Linked DNA regions of Mus musculus: region 2 is linked to region 1. The links are chromatin contacts, called in public HiChIP or PLAC-seq maps. All regions are on one chromosome and are shown on one strand. Each heading gives the region's core, a stretch centred on a gene start, on an enhancer-like site or on the middle of the called end of the contact. The rest is flanking DNA. Distances are from core to core; before and after follow the strand shown. Region 1 has its middle 31 kb from the start of Gm30145. Region 2 has its middle 39 kb from the start of Gm20758.

Region 1 (2,824 bases), core at 233-2,732:
AAGGCATCCCTTCCCCCTGAGGTACCAGCCATAAGTTCAATGAGTATAGTATAGAACAGAGTGTATTTAGGACATGGGAAGGGGAGTTGAGAAGGGAGCAGAGGCAGAGAAAGACAGGGGAGTTGAGAAGGGAGATAGAGATAGGGAGAGAGAAAAGGCCTGCCAGGAACATGTGAAGAGAGGGGGGAGGGGAGAGACAGAGAAAGGGGTGGGGGAGAGAAGAGGCAGAGATAACAAGGGAGTAAGAGAGCCAGGAGGGACCAAACAGGCCCTTTTATAGTAAGGCAGGCCTGCCAGTCTATTGTCAGGTAACTGTCCGGCAGAGCCCAGAAGGAACGCTGACCCTCCACCTCTACACCTCCTTCCCACAGCTCCGTGTGGAATCACAATAAAGAACCTGGTTAGGGCAGACTCTGGGAGCCGGGGATCGTTTGAGTCAGCCTAGGCTGTCTCCGAGTCCTGCAGCACTGGGCATCCCTACACTGACTGACCAAGCCAGCTCAGTCAGCCAAAGGGTTCTCCAGGGAGGGAGCGAAGATTAAACAGAAAAAGACAATTAGACAAGACTGTAGCATGACCCCAGCCTGTGCTGAGGCCGAAGCGGGTTTATTTTTTTCCCAGTCTGCTTTTAAGTACATGCAAATAATAAGTTCAGTTCTAGGTTAAGGAACAGATAAGGCAATAAACACAAAAGTCCCATGATCACTGTTTCAGGATGATGTGAGCTCTCTCTGAGCTTTGCATTAGCCCAAATGTAAATGTTCTTAATCTGAGCCTAATTCCTGAGCCCCAACCCAAAGTCAAATTCCTGCCTGAGCCTACTTCTGTGTCCTAGCCCAACGACAAATTCCTGCCAAATTCCTTCAAGGCCCAATAGTTCTCCACAACTTACACACCTGGGGTTTGAGCTGATAATGTAGTTCAGTGGCAGAGTGTTTGCGCAGAGCGAGTTTATAGGTTATAGGTTCAATTCACCTCAGAACACTAATTAAGTATGCAAAGTAGTGGAACTCTAAAAAAGAAAAGTAGACCAAAAATAATTAGCCAAATTTGACTGACTTCGTTTCTGACGTCTGCTGAGTCCTTTTTAACTTGTATTTAAATTTGAAAGCAGCGATGAAGAACGCAAGAGGCACCGTGTGATATTTCCGTTGAGTGTGAGCAAATTTTAGTGGTGGGTGACACCGTTTAGAAAAACTTAGAAAAATATTTTTAATACTGGAAGTCTTCATTTTACATTGTGAATTTTAAAACTAAATGAAAAAAACAAAAACAAAAACCAAGGGGTGGATTATTAGTCCTAATGACTATGTGGCTATTACTAAAGATGGTGAAAAGGTCAGCTTAGGAACTTTGAGAAGGTCTTGAAACACTCGTGCCTCTGGATGGGAGAGCCTAATTAACATTTCTAAGACAACAGAGCAGAACCGCCCCGAAGGTGGGGACAGGAAGGACCTATTGCCCACCTTCAGGCAAGGGAAGTCCTTGTCACCTCTTTCCCTAAAGACCAATCAGTTTAAAGGGTGCAGAATTCCGCCATTCATATTGTGCCTAGTTGCTGATGCTCTGTTCTGCCCCTGGAAACCATATAAAACCTCACTGAACTGGTGCTGGTGATCAGCGCCTCTCCTTAGGGTCTGGGACGACCCCAATGCACTTCAACAATAAATTCCTCTTGCTTTTTGCATTGATCCTGACTCCACATGCTTCACTCAGGGGGTCCCCAGTAAGCTAAGGCTCCCCAGAGTCTTACAATAGCCTTGTCTTATACAACTTGGGGGTATTTAAAGCCGTCTACCCCAGGTGTCGAAGACTACTCCCACCACTGTTCTCCGAGGGTCAGTAAGACTTTTTTCTGAGACTTGTAAAGATGACAAGAGCAGTTGTCATTTTGTTCTTCGGGGAAAAAGGTCAGGCCTGTATATATTTAGTAAAACAACAAAACAAGCAAAAACCACAGCTGCCTTTCATCCACTGGCACAGCTGGTCACAGATGACTAGCCACAACATCCAGCTGTTACCATGGGAGACAGTTGGAGCCCACCAGCGATTCCCAAAATTTCCAGGAGTAACCTATGCTTGAGAGGGCAAGTTGGTACAGCTAGGGAAAGCAGAGCCCTGAAGGGGACATCCAGCACTTACCATCTGCATGAGCAGACAGGACAGAATGCACTCTCCTGAGGCAGTAATACGGTTTCCTGGGCAAGCACAAGAATATGTGCCCTTCAGTCAGCATCCTATCAAAGTCACTTGATATTAATTCATGTGAACAGTTATTCTTTAAAAAAAAGATTATTTATTTATTTATTTATTCAAGTACATCGTAGCTGTCTTCAAACACACCAGAAGCAGACAGCAGATCTTATTACAGATGGTTGTGAGCCACCATGTGGTTGCTGGGAATTGAATTCAGGACCTCTGGAAGAGCAGTCAGTGCTCTTAACCACTGACCTACCTCTCCAGCCCCCTAAACAGTTATTCTTGGGGCTAGAGAGATGGCTCAGTCATTTGCAGAGGACCCAACTTAGGTCCCCCGGTACCTACATGAGGTGGTTTACAACCTATAATGCCTGTTCCAAGGGACTCAAAACTCTCTTCTGGCCTCTGTGGACACCAGCACTTATATGCACATACCCACACACTGACACACACATACATACATACATACATACATACATACATACATACATACATACATTCAATTACAAATAAAACTTTTTTTTTTTTTTTTGGTTTTTTGAAACAGGGTTTCTCTGAGTAGCCCTGGCTGTCCTGGAACTCACTTTGTAGACCAGGCTGGCCTCGAACTCAGAAATCCGCCTGC
Region 2 (2,735 bases), core at 30-2,529, 500 kb after region 1:
TAATGGTCAGGGTGACTTTCTTTGAATGAATACTCCTTGAACTCAGGAAGTGGGTGGGTGGAAGAATGTCACTATCTGCTTCATGATTAGCATACCTTGGAGCACTGAGTTTACTACTCTTTCATAACCATAGTCTATGTTCCATATATAGATCTATCTCATTCCCCCATCCCCAGGGCCTGGTAACTGTGACTCCGTTGTTTAGGCAACAATTGGGAATATACGGAAATATGATTGAGGTGTCTGATTTAAAATGCTTTAAAAAGTAAGTTGTATGTTTTGGTATTTGAGTACATTTTTAAAAAATAAGCAGTATGTTCAAAGGTCTTCCTTTTGGCAGAGTGAGCCCGGTCTCTTCCAGGAACTGAAAGGCAGCAGTGTGGAAGGATGGCCAAAACAACAGGGGACCAGGAGAGACAAAGCCAGCATGACAGCAGGCAGCGGCTGGTGGCCAGTGCGCATGTGCATGCGGTGCAAGGCAGAATACCAACTAATCATACAAACAAGCTATTTATTTATTTATTTATTTATTTATCGTCTATCTTTTTGTTTCCTGGCAGTGTTGAGTATTTGTTGTTGTTGCTGTTGGTGGTAGTATTTTTGGTGGTTGTTTTTTTTTTTTAAACATCTGTGGAGTTTCCTAACATAGACATTTCATGTAAGTGACATATTTTTTGCGTCTCTCTGACCTCCTTTACTTAGCAGAACGTTCTCAAGCGTCACTCATGGTGAAACATTTACAGCACCCTGTATCTTCCATGGAACGGAGACTGTATTTTAGTGGGTATTGGATATACTCTTACCTTGCTCAGAACGAGTCTGTTTTCCTGGTCTTCACATCACTCTCTCCCGCGCATCTATCCACATTGACCTCAGTGGCCACGCCCTCAGAGGCTCTCGGAGGCCTCGTGCTAGATGAAGCCATATGCTTCTTAAACCCCGCTTTTCCTGCACATTGCTTTTTATATCACCATCTGTAACTACATCCTCATCTAGGGACGATTTGATTAATGGCTTTCCACAACTAAACCCCAATATCCGAACACAAGGATTCTCCCCTAGATTGCTCTCTGCACCGGCTACTATAGGACCCCACCCCCACCAATGTGGAGATCTTTGCCACACAACTGTTGTTGAAATGATTTCTTACTAAGGAGCTGTCTGGCAGCTGCTTAGTGTTTTACCCAACCCCACCCCACCTCAACCCCACCCCACTGCGTGGTATTTTGCATTTGTATAGAAAGTGCCCTCATGGAGAAATTCCACTTGGGAATTTCCCCAACGGAGAATAAAGGCGAGGCTGTTTGGGGTGAGCTTCTTCCAGCATGAGTCTCGCCAGACAGTGTTTATGGCACCTGTGGGCCCGACTCTCTTCGCCTCTGGTTCGTTCCCTCTATGTATGTTCTGCCTCGGTTTCTTCTAAGCTGAAGACGATGCTAATTTGGTTCAATGAAGTTCCTTATCTCATCACTAGAAAAGCAGTGATTGGCTATAAGTAATTATCTCTCATTCATCTTTCCAGCACGGATAGTGTACTCCTGATTAGGATCTGCTGCGTTTCTCTGCTGTTGAGAAAATCCTCACGTGGTGGATTATAGTCTTCCTGTGGTGGATTATAGTCTTCCTCACGGCAGCGGCACTGACGACCCTTAAGCGTTTCCTGATATTTCCAACAGGTTCAAAAGTAGCGTTTCTCTTGTGTGCCCTTTACTTCCCTTCCATAGAACCCATCTCCTCTGTGCAAGTTTGCAGTCACAGGATGCTGTCCTCTTTTTGAGCAAATCTGGAAAGCCACCTGTCGTCACCGTCTTAAAATGACTGCAAATTTGTCTGTGCTTTCACAGACAGACTACAATGAAGTTGAGCCTTCCAGGCTACAATCATATTTAAATGGTTGGGGGGCTTCCGTTTTGAATTGTGTACCATGACTGAGAAGAAGGTTCTCGGCCTTTGAGAATGAGTTTTCTGCCACAAATGAGCTGCCTGAAATTTTCCTCAGTGAGGCACAGATTAAAAGACAATTGTGTCAACTAGACTCATTTGCATATGGAACCACCCAGGTGGTGTAGCCAAAGCCCTGACAGGTTCTTCCATCCTCTGGGCCAGCCTCCCTCACCACTCTGACTGAAACATGTAAGGGAGAATAGATTTACTTCGGCTCATGGTTTTCTGGCACATCCGTCAGTTTATAGAAGGGAAGGCAGTTGGGACACCTACTCTAGGCTGACAGGATGTGATGTCAGAGTTCCTCTCATGTCCTGGGTGAAGTCACAAAAAACTTGGGACTGGAAGCAGAGTCTTACAATCCTCAAGGCCCAATCTTGGTGGCCTGTGTCCACCAGTAATGTCCCATGTCACAAAGGTTCTGTAACCTCCTAAAACAATGCCCATTAATTGCAGGCCAGGTATTCAAACATACAAATCCATGAGCCTATAGAGTCAGGTCACCTCCAAGCCACATCACTCATTTTGGATAAAATAAATGCCTTTGCTCTGAAGGTAAACACACAGCAGTTAAACACAAACATACTTCAGGAAACCTTAAAAAAAGAATGGTTCTTTAGCCTCAAGGATTGTCAATAGTCTAATTAACTATGCTAATGCAGTAAATTAAAGAGGATTATCTAGCCAAAGAAGCTTTGGCAAAAGGAGTGCCAGCGGCAAACAGTGCCGGTTAGATCAAGCACTTACCACCGATTCAGATCTTAGTGGTTTGGCTTAATATCAAATCCCAA

The links. HiChIP or PLAC-seq counts read pairs in DNA pulled down with a chosen protein or histone mark.
Region 2: a contact with region 1 is called in an H3K27ac HiChIP or PLAC-seq map of embryonic stem cells, with 6 times the contacts expected there. The contact joins two enhancer-like sites.

Annotation. Positions count from the first base shown.
Region 1 is chr10:111,408,254-111,411,077 of GRCm38.p6, forward strand. No RefSeq gene overlaps it. Among named protein-coding and RNA genes, the nearest start is that of Gm30145, 31 kb to the left of the region's middle. Within about 2 kb of position 1,483, at least 31 of the 459 cell types and tissues checked have an H3K27ac peak or open chromatin away from gene starts, as enhancers often do. A contact at or near this core is called in embryonic stem cells, where this site is marked.
Region 2 is chr10:111,912,357-111,915,091 of GRCm38.p6, forward strand. No RefSeq gene overlaps it. Among named protein-coding and RNA genes, the nearest start is that of Gm20758, 39 kb to the left of the region's middle. Within about 2 kb of position 1,280, at least 13 of the 459 cell types and tissues checked have an H3K27ac peak or open chromatin away from gene starts, as enhancers often do. A contact at or near this core is called in embryonic stem cells, where this site is marked.